2 separate regions of the Mus musculus genome follow, and region 1 is linked to region 2. The links are chromatin contacts, called in public Micro-C maps. All regions are on one chromosome and are shown on one strand. Each heading gives the region's core, a stretch centred on a gene start, on an enhancer-like site or on the middle of the called end of the contact. The rest is flanking DNA. Distances are from core to core; before and after follow the strand shown. Region 1 holds the start of Prdm11 (PR domain containing 11). Region 2 overlaps Prdm11 (PR domain containing 11).

Evidence for each region. A called contact is a pair of places that touch in the nucleus more often than the background predicts.
Region 1: a contact with region 2 is called in a Micro-C map of the G1E-ER4 cell line, with 2.0 times the contacts expected there. The contact joins the promoter of Prdm11 here to the enhancer-like site in region 2. A contact is called at or near these places in 5 of 39 promoter capture datasets (the 3T3-L1 cell line, cranial neural crest, hippocampal neurons and 2 more), 19 of 484 Hi-C or Micro-C datasets (the G1E-ER4 cell line, the HL-1 cell line, the HPC-7 cell line and 11 more), 2 of 115 datasets of contacts at active chromatin or transcription factors (embryonic midbrain and memory CD8 T cells) and 2 of 9 other capture datasets (adipose tissue and pancreatic islet).

Annotation. Positions count from the first base shown.
Region 1 is chr2:93,044,565-93,048,314 of GRCm38.p6, reverse strand. Prdm11 (PR domain containing 11) reads left to right here and starts at 2,150. Exons shown (of 8, transcript NM_001368848.1): 1 at 2,150-2,336.
Region 2 is chr2:93,007,101-93,010,605 of GRCm38.p6, reverse strand. All of the region lies in intron 4 of Prdm11 (PR domain containing 11), which reads left to right. Among named protein-coding and RNA genes, the nearest start is that of 4631405J19Rik, 20 kb to the left of the region's middle. Within about 2 kb of position 2,090, at least 4 of the 459 cell types and tissues checked have an H3K27ac peak or open chromatin away from gene starts, as enhancers often do. A contact at or near this core is called in the G1E-ER4 cell line, where this site is marked.

The DNA.
Region 1 (3,750 bases), core at 901-3,400, 38 kb before region 2:
ACCTGGCTTCCTCTCACAACACACTGGTAAACTCTGTGTGTGCAGTATTTGTGGAAGAAAGCAGCAGAAATCCATAGTTGCTTTGTGGGAAAGGGCAGCTAACTGGAAGTGGCAGAGAAGACATTGTCTGATGGAGGGAGGCAGGCTGGCTTGGGTCTCCCCGTGCCCCCAACTAGCTGTGTGATTTGTGGCATGTTGAACATCTCTGAGCATGTTGCCTCTTGGTAAAAAAGCCATACTTGCTTTGGAAGACTGGAAGGGAAACGGGTTAGTGGCAAAGCATGGGATGTGTGTGCGTGGATGCCATGCACCTACTGACTTTAGCTCCCATCCTGAGGTCCTCAGGGAATTCCAGGGAGCACCCTCTCACCCACATTTCTGGGATTCCGGCCCAACTTAGTGAGAGGCAAGCTTGAGACACACACTGACCTTGCCTTGGCCACATGTCTCTAGGGGGGTCCCACGAGCCCTGCCAAATGGTTCAGACCGGAGGAAACTAGTCTCCAAGGTCTGCTCATCCTCCGGGCCATTGGCCATACCCTTCTTTTCCTGTGCCTCTTTGTGGTCTGTCTCAGTTTCTTCGTCCCACCCACTCTCTGCAGCAGGCACTAGTCACTGCAGGCCCTGTGCCAACCCCTGGGCACTTGGGTCTTCACTGTTTGCCTTCCTGGCATGTGGTCCTGTGGATTCCTGGCCCACCCCTGATGTTGTTTCATGTATGGTCTCTTCCCCTCATAAGGGACAAGTGGCTAATTCCTCAGCCTCTCTTCCTGAGCCTGCCCTCTCCCAGGTGTTAGTTAGAACTTGAGGTAGTCCTACAGACTTCTGACTGGGCTGGAGCCACAATGGGATACACAGATCCAGGTCTTCATCCATATCCCACACACGACCCGGTGCTTCAGAAAGCTACACTGTGGACACACAGCAAGCACCTAGCCATTTCCATAGCATTACAGCTGCTTCTGGGCTCTTTACATACACCCTCAGGGCTCACCCTAGAGCTGGCAGCTGGACCTTTACAGCTTTGCAAGAAGAGGAAACAGGGTCATAGCTACAGACACTCAAGGTCATACTGCAAGTGACAGACAAGGGAGCCGAAGAAGCGTTTATGTTACCAAGGTCAAGAGAAATAAGAGAAGTTGCCTCCTGTCCCAGCCCCCATCAGGTCTCCTAAGCAAAGCATCCTCAGGAGTACTTGACCTTGGAAAGCCCTCTGGGATCGCCCTGGTGGAAGCTCCTTTCCCTGGGTAATCGGCTCCCCTGAGGTGACACCTTCTTGGGACTATCTGGACCTTCCTGGACTACCTGGCACTGGGCAGGCCTTCCAAGATCTCTTACTCAGGTAGAATCCTTTTTGGCAACTTCCAGCCTAAGGTGAGGCCCTCCTTCGGCCAGGGAACCCACCCTGCAGCAGCCTCCCCTTGGGGTCATTACAAAGAAGGGCTTGGGGTAGGGTTGTTCTGGTTCCCTCTGACCACTCACACTTCCTTTAAACACCCCAGCCTTACTACATCCCTTCACTATCTTTCTTGCTGGGTGCCATTTTGCAGATGGATACAATGAGGCACTAGGCAAGTTAAGTTAGGACACAGTCCCGTTCCAGCTTTGTATTCAGATTTGGTACTGTACTTTGATCTGAACAGCAAGTGACACTCACCCTTTAGTCCCCACGTAAATAGTTAATTTTTCTCACAGGCCCCAGGGCCCTTTTCCCTTGGTGTTCTATGGGACGCATGTTACCCAACTTCAGTTGATACTTCCAAACGGCTGAGCAACCAAAGGGTTAAAGGGGCCCGGAAGAGGACCCTGTAAGGGTTAAAATTATAAACGCATTTATCGCCCTCTGACTATTTATTGGGTTGTAGACCGACAACGTCGAAGCCGGGCAGAGCCAGGAGGCACCCTCGGATGGGCTTGCGCAAACGCCACAACTTTCTAGCACGACCCCCAGAAAGTATCCCAGGCACAAAGTTGGCGCAGCCCGCTCCTCCTCCGCAGCGTCGCCCTCCCCGTGGGGCGCGCGGCGGGGACGCGCGAGCTCCCGCGCGGGGCCGGCTCGGGGGACGCGGGGCTCAGCGAGGCTCGGCTCCGGCCCCCTGAATTGGGGGGTCCGCGTCTGCCCCAAACGCCGCTTTCTTCCGTTTTCCATGTCATTTCCTGTACTAATAAGATGGTGGTCAAAGCAGGGGAGGAGAGCAGCAGCGAGTCGCCGCCGCGCTGCCGCTGGCGCTGAAACTTTGCCCGGCCGGGGACCCCGCGCGCGGCCGCCCCGTCCCGCCGCGTCCCGCCGCCCCGGCCCCGGCCCGGCTCGCCGCCCCGCGTGGGAGCCCGCGAAGGTGAGTGGGCCCGGTGGCCACCGTGGCCATGAACGTGAACATGGCTTCGGAAGACGCTGGGCGGCTCGCCAACCGGCGCGGGGGCCGCGGCGAAGAGCGCGCGGGGACACTGGGGAGCGGGGGCGCAGGCAGGCGACGGGGCACGGACCGGAGCACCGGAAGCGGGGCGGGTCTCAAGGTGGCCCGGGCCCGCAGGTCGTCGCCACCGCCCGACGCGGGCCTCGGGCGGCCCAGCCTCCGCCTCCTTCCTCCGCGCACTCGCCCGCCTTGTTCCACTGTAGCCTTTTCCTCGGCTCCGCCGCGCGCTGACGGACGCGGCCGCCGGCCAATGGGAGCGGCTGTTCGGGCCCGGCGTTCGCAAAGAGAGCGCGTAGACAGGGGGCAGGGCGGGGCGAGGGCGGGATGCAGCCGCTGGCCTAGTTGCAGGGACCCGGTCGCCGGTGCTTCGGGGCCGGGCTGGGGGGCTTAGGGACCGCATGCCTCTCTGTGACCTGCCGCGGGCCTGGGGCGGCAGAGGGAGGGCGTGCCTTTTATCTATTTTAAGTCTTGGTTGCAGCACGGACTCTTCGGGAATTCGCCCCTGAGTGTCGTCTCCACCCCCCACCTCCTCATTCCCGGTCCCCAAGGTACTATGTGATGCAGAAACTGCAGAAACTTGGTGGCCAATGACCTTCCTCTGTCAAGGCCAGCGTGCCCTAGGCAAGTCGCTGCAGGGACTACTGAGCAGCCTTGGGCTAATAAGGCAAAAAGTTGCTAGTGTCTTGAGCCCATCTGAGTTGGAGCTCAGACCCTTAGAATCAGTTGATGACCTAGAGAAGGAAAGTCTGTCTTTTGTTTTTTTTGACCATGGCTTCGTGTGGAGGACAGCCGTGGTCTGTGATTAAGAGTGATCAGAAAGAAGCACGCCCAGTCCTTTGTGCGTGGGGACTGCGAGCAGTGAAGGGAGCCTTCTTTTCATCTTGAGAACCCTATAAACTTTGGGAGTTTTGTCTATCTGAAGCAGAATAGTTTTCCATGAAGTGTGATTCCCGTGGCACCCCTGTCCCCCGAAGAGGAAGGCAGGGACTTTCCTAGGTCTTGGTTGATGGTGTAGGGTGTATGGGTCAGAAGTCCCATATCCCCCTCATCCCTGGGGAGCGGAGTATGGTCTCTGCTGGGAACCTTCTGGGCATATGGCCCAGACCCCCTGGTTTATTTAGTTTCTTGGAAAGGACATCTTCAGGATCCTTCCCACGGGGCTTTGGATTTTGCAGGGCTGTAGTTGATCTCTTCAAGGGGATTCTCCTTCCCTGCAGTGGGTCCAGTACAGCCTGTGTGGGAGTCAGCTGGGAGAGCATTGAGATAGGATCAATTAAGTACCTGGCCCAGGGTCAGACTCCTGGTTTCAGAATCTAGAGCTGTGATCCTGGGCGAT
Region 2 (3,505 bases), core at 841-3,340:
GAAGTGGATCCCCAATCCATCCCATAATTAGCCTCCAAGCAATGGCACCATTGCATACACTAGCAAGCCTTTGTTGCAAGGACGGTGATATAGCTGTCCCTTGTGAGACTAGGCCAGGGCCTAGCAAACACAGAAGTGGATGCTCACAGTCAACTATTGGATGGATCACAGGGCCCCCAATGGAGGAGCTAGAGAAAGTATCCAAGGAGCTAAAGAGATCTGCAACCCTATCGGAGGAACAACATTATGAACTAACCAGTACCCCAGAGCTCTTGACTCTAGCTGCATATGTATCAAAAGATGACCTAGTCGGCCATCACTGGAAAGAGAGGCCCATTGGTCAGGCAAACGTTATATGCCCCAGTACAGGGGAATGCCAGGGCCAAAAAATGAGAATGGGTTGGTAGGGGAGTGGGGGGGACGACTTTTGGGATAGCATTGGAAATGTAATTGAAGAAAATACGTAATAAAAAAAAAAAGAAAAAAAAAGCAGAGAGAATATCCAAAGTAACAAAGTTAAAATTGAATGGTGGTGGGGGGGGGGAGGGGCACAACGACAGATATTGTGATGACACACTTTATTCAATAAAATTTGAAAAAAAAAAAGAAGTGGATCCCCACGTCAAGTTAAGCAAAAAAAAAAAAAAAACAAAAAAACAAAATCCTTTGCAGGAGTCCCCCTCAGTTCTTGGGTTTTACTTAATTCCAGATGCAGTCAAGTTGACAATTAAGAATAGCCATCACATCACCAAAGCACACATTGGTGAGGGGGTATCAGATCAGTAGATCTGCTTGAGCAGAGGCCCTGTGGTGGGAAGGGGCACACAGCATATGTGAACAGCAAACGTGGGGCTGGAGAAGGCCTGGAGGTGGGGACTGGGAGGGGTCTTCTGCAGACTTTACTCTGTGAAGGATGCTGGGAAGTTTCCAGGTAATTGTTTCAAGTAATGATGAATGACCAGATAACTTTTGTTTCTTTATTTATTTGCTTGGCTGTGTGTATATGTGTTCAGGGTGGTGATGTGTGTGTGTGTGTGTTTATGTGTGTGTCTAATTATTCTCTCCCTTATGTTTGAGACAGGGTCTCTCTCTAAACCTGGAGCTCACCAATTCAGCTAGACTGGTTGACCAATAAACCTCCAGGGATCCCCGTACCTCCCCAGCACTGGGATAGTATGTGCACGCCACGGCATTGGGCTTTTACCTGCGATGTGGGGATCAGCTCAGTTCTTCACGATTACACAGCAAACACTGTCCACTGAGTCATGTCCCCAGCCCCACATTAATGTCTTGAAAGGACAACATTGGCTGCAGCCTTTAGAGCTGACTGGGGCAGAGATGTGGCACTGGTTAGGAAGCCGGTAGTCAATGTAATTCCAAACCTTCAATGGAGGTGGCGTGGGTGGAGACAGGGACAGAGAGACAGAGACTGAAGGATCGACTTGAGGACGAGATGGGGGATGAAGGCCAGTCAGGATGGCATGGCTTTAGTAAGGGACCCAAGTATCAAGGCCAGCTTAGGTCCTCCCTGCCTCCCACCGAGCACTTCTGAAATGAGGATTGCTGGATGGAGAGAAGGTGGAGAGTGACTGGGATTCTGGTGTTGGCCTTGCTGAATGGCGATGTCAGCAGACAGGTGGATGTACCGTCCTGGCCCATGCAGCAGGAGTGTAGAGATGTGACTTATGTTCGTAGGTGGCTAGTGGAAGTGGATGGGGCCTAGCCTCAATGTCAAGGGACTTCAAAAGTTAACAGTCCAGAAGGAAGCATGGGAGAGAGCGGCACTGGGCGAAGGCAGGCCAGGAGAGCGATCTGCCCACATAGCAAGAAGAGAGGTGTACAAAGGCTCTAGCCTCTCATGCTAATGGGGAGCCCAGGGTGACAGAGCTCAGAAGTGTCTATTGATATTGTAGCCACAAAAGCATTGTGACATCAGAGGAACGGTAGGTCCAACCTGGGATCTTGAGCTCCTATGGTCTTTGGCCATGCTGACAGCTCAGGGTGGGGGCATGCTACTGGTACCTAAAGACAGAGGCTGGGGGCCAGGTTTAAGTGGTTTGTACTGCCTAGAACTGCAGCCTACAACAAAGGCTTATCAGGAGCCCCTTGCAGGAGAGTACAGGAGCTGGGCACCTGATTAGCATAGAGGTGGCCTGTAGAACAACTTCTCAGAATTTGGCTAGAGCTCAGAAGTGAAAAAGAGAGATAAGAGAGGTGGATGGTGATTAGAGGGTAAGGGGAGCTGGTACTAGCAAGAAAGCATTCTTAGGGCCAGCAGGAAGAGGCTTTGGAAAGGAGCAGGAGGATGAGGTGAGAACACCATCCATACATGCATTTGTAGCACCTCTGTCTGGAAGGTTCTGCAGAAGCCGCTGAGTATGGAAAGGGGCGGCTCAGCACATTTTCCATCACCTAAGGGACAGCCCAGGGTAGGTGGGTGTGGTAGACTAATTAATTGCTCTTTGAAGATTAATAGTGTTCATTGCCAAGTTGACAAGATCTGGAGTCACCTAGGAAACAAGTTTCCAGGAGATTGTTGAGCCTGTGGGGAGAATTGTCTTGATAGGTTGATGGATGTGGGAAGACCCATGGGTGGTGGCATTCCCTAGACAGGGATGCTTGACTGTATACAGTGGAGTGAGGTGAGCATAGGCACTCATCCCTCTTTCTTCTGGATTGCAGGTGTAATGCAACCAGCTACCTAGTGCTCCTGCCCATGTGGCTTCCCCGTTATGATAGACACTGGGGCTATGAGCAAATCACCCTTTCTTCTTCTTTTTTTTTTTTTTTAATTTTTTAAAAGACCATTTTATTTTATTTATATGTATACACTGTCACTGTCTTCAGACACCCTAGAAGAGGGCATCAGATCTCATTACAGATGGTTATGAGCAACCATGTGGTTGCTGAGATTTGAACTCAGGACCTCTAGAAGAGCAGTCAGTGCTCTTAACCGCTGAGCCATCTCTCCAGCCCCCACCCTTTCTTCTTAAGTTGGGTTTGTCAGTATTTTATGGCAGGAATGAGATTAAGATAGGTCCCACAGTGTCCCCATTCTTGTCCTCAGAGCTGGTGACTGTCTTTCGGTGGCAGAAGGTGCTAGCATCTGTGGTTACCATGAACATCTTGAGTCAGGGAGATGATCTTAGGTTTTCTGGCTGGGTTCAAGATAATTACAAAATTCTTCCATGGAGGAAGCATCAGAGTCAAATCAGATGTGGGGAAAATGGTTTCTGTTGACCTCCCAGAAATGGAAGGGACTGGGAAGTGTTAGGTCTCAAAGCCTCTCTCTTCCTCTCTGGCTCTCTTCCCCATCCTTTCTCATGGTTGGCTTCAGTCTGCACCCTTCCGGATGCCCCTGCCTGTGCTCTCCCTTGTATGTATAATAAAGACCTCAGCCCTTTAGGAGCACCCTGTCCTCTCTGGTCTTCTCATCCAGGAGGCAGGCATGCTGGCTCCCTATTGACGTGACAAGACAGGTTCTTGATCAGAAGAGGTCTGACCT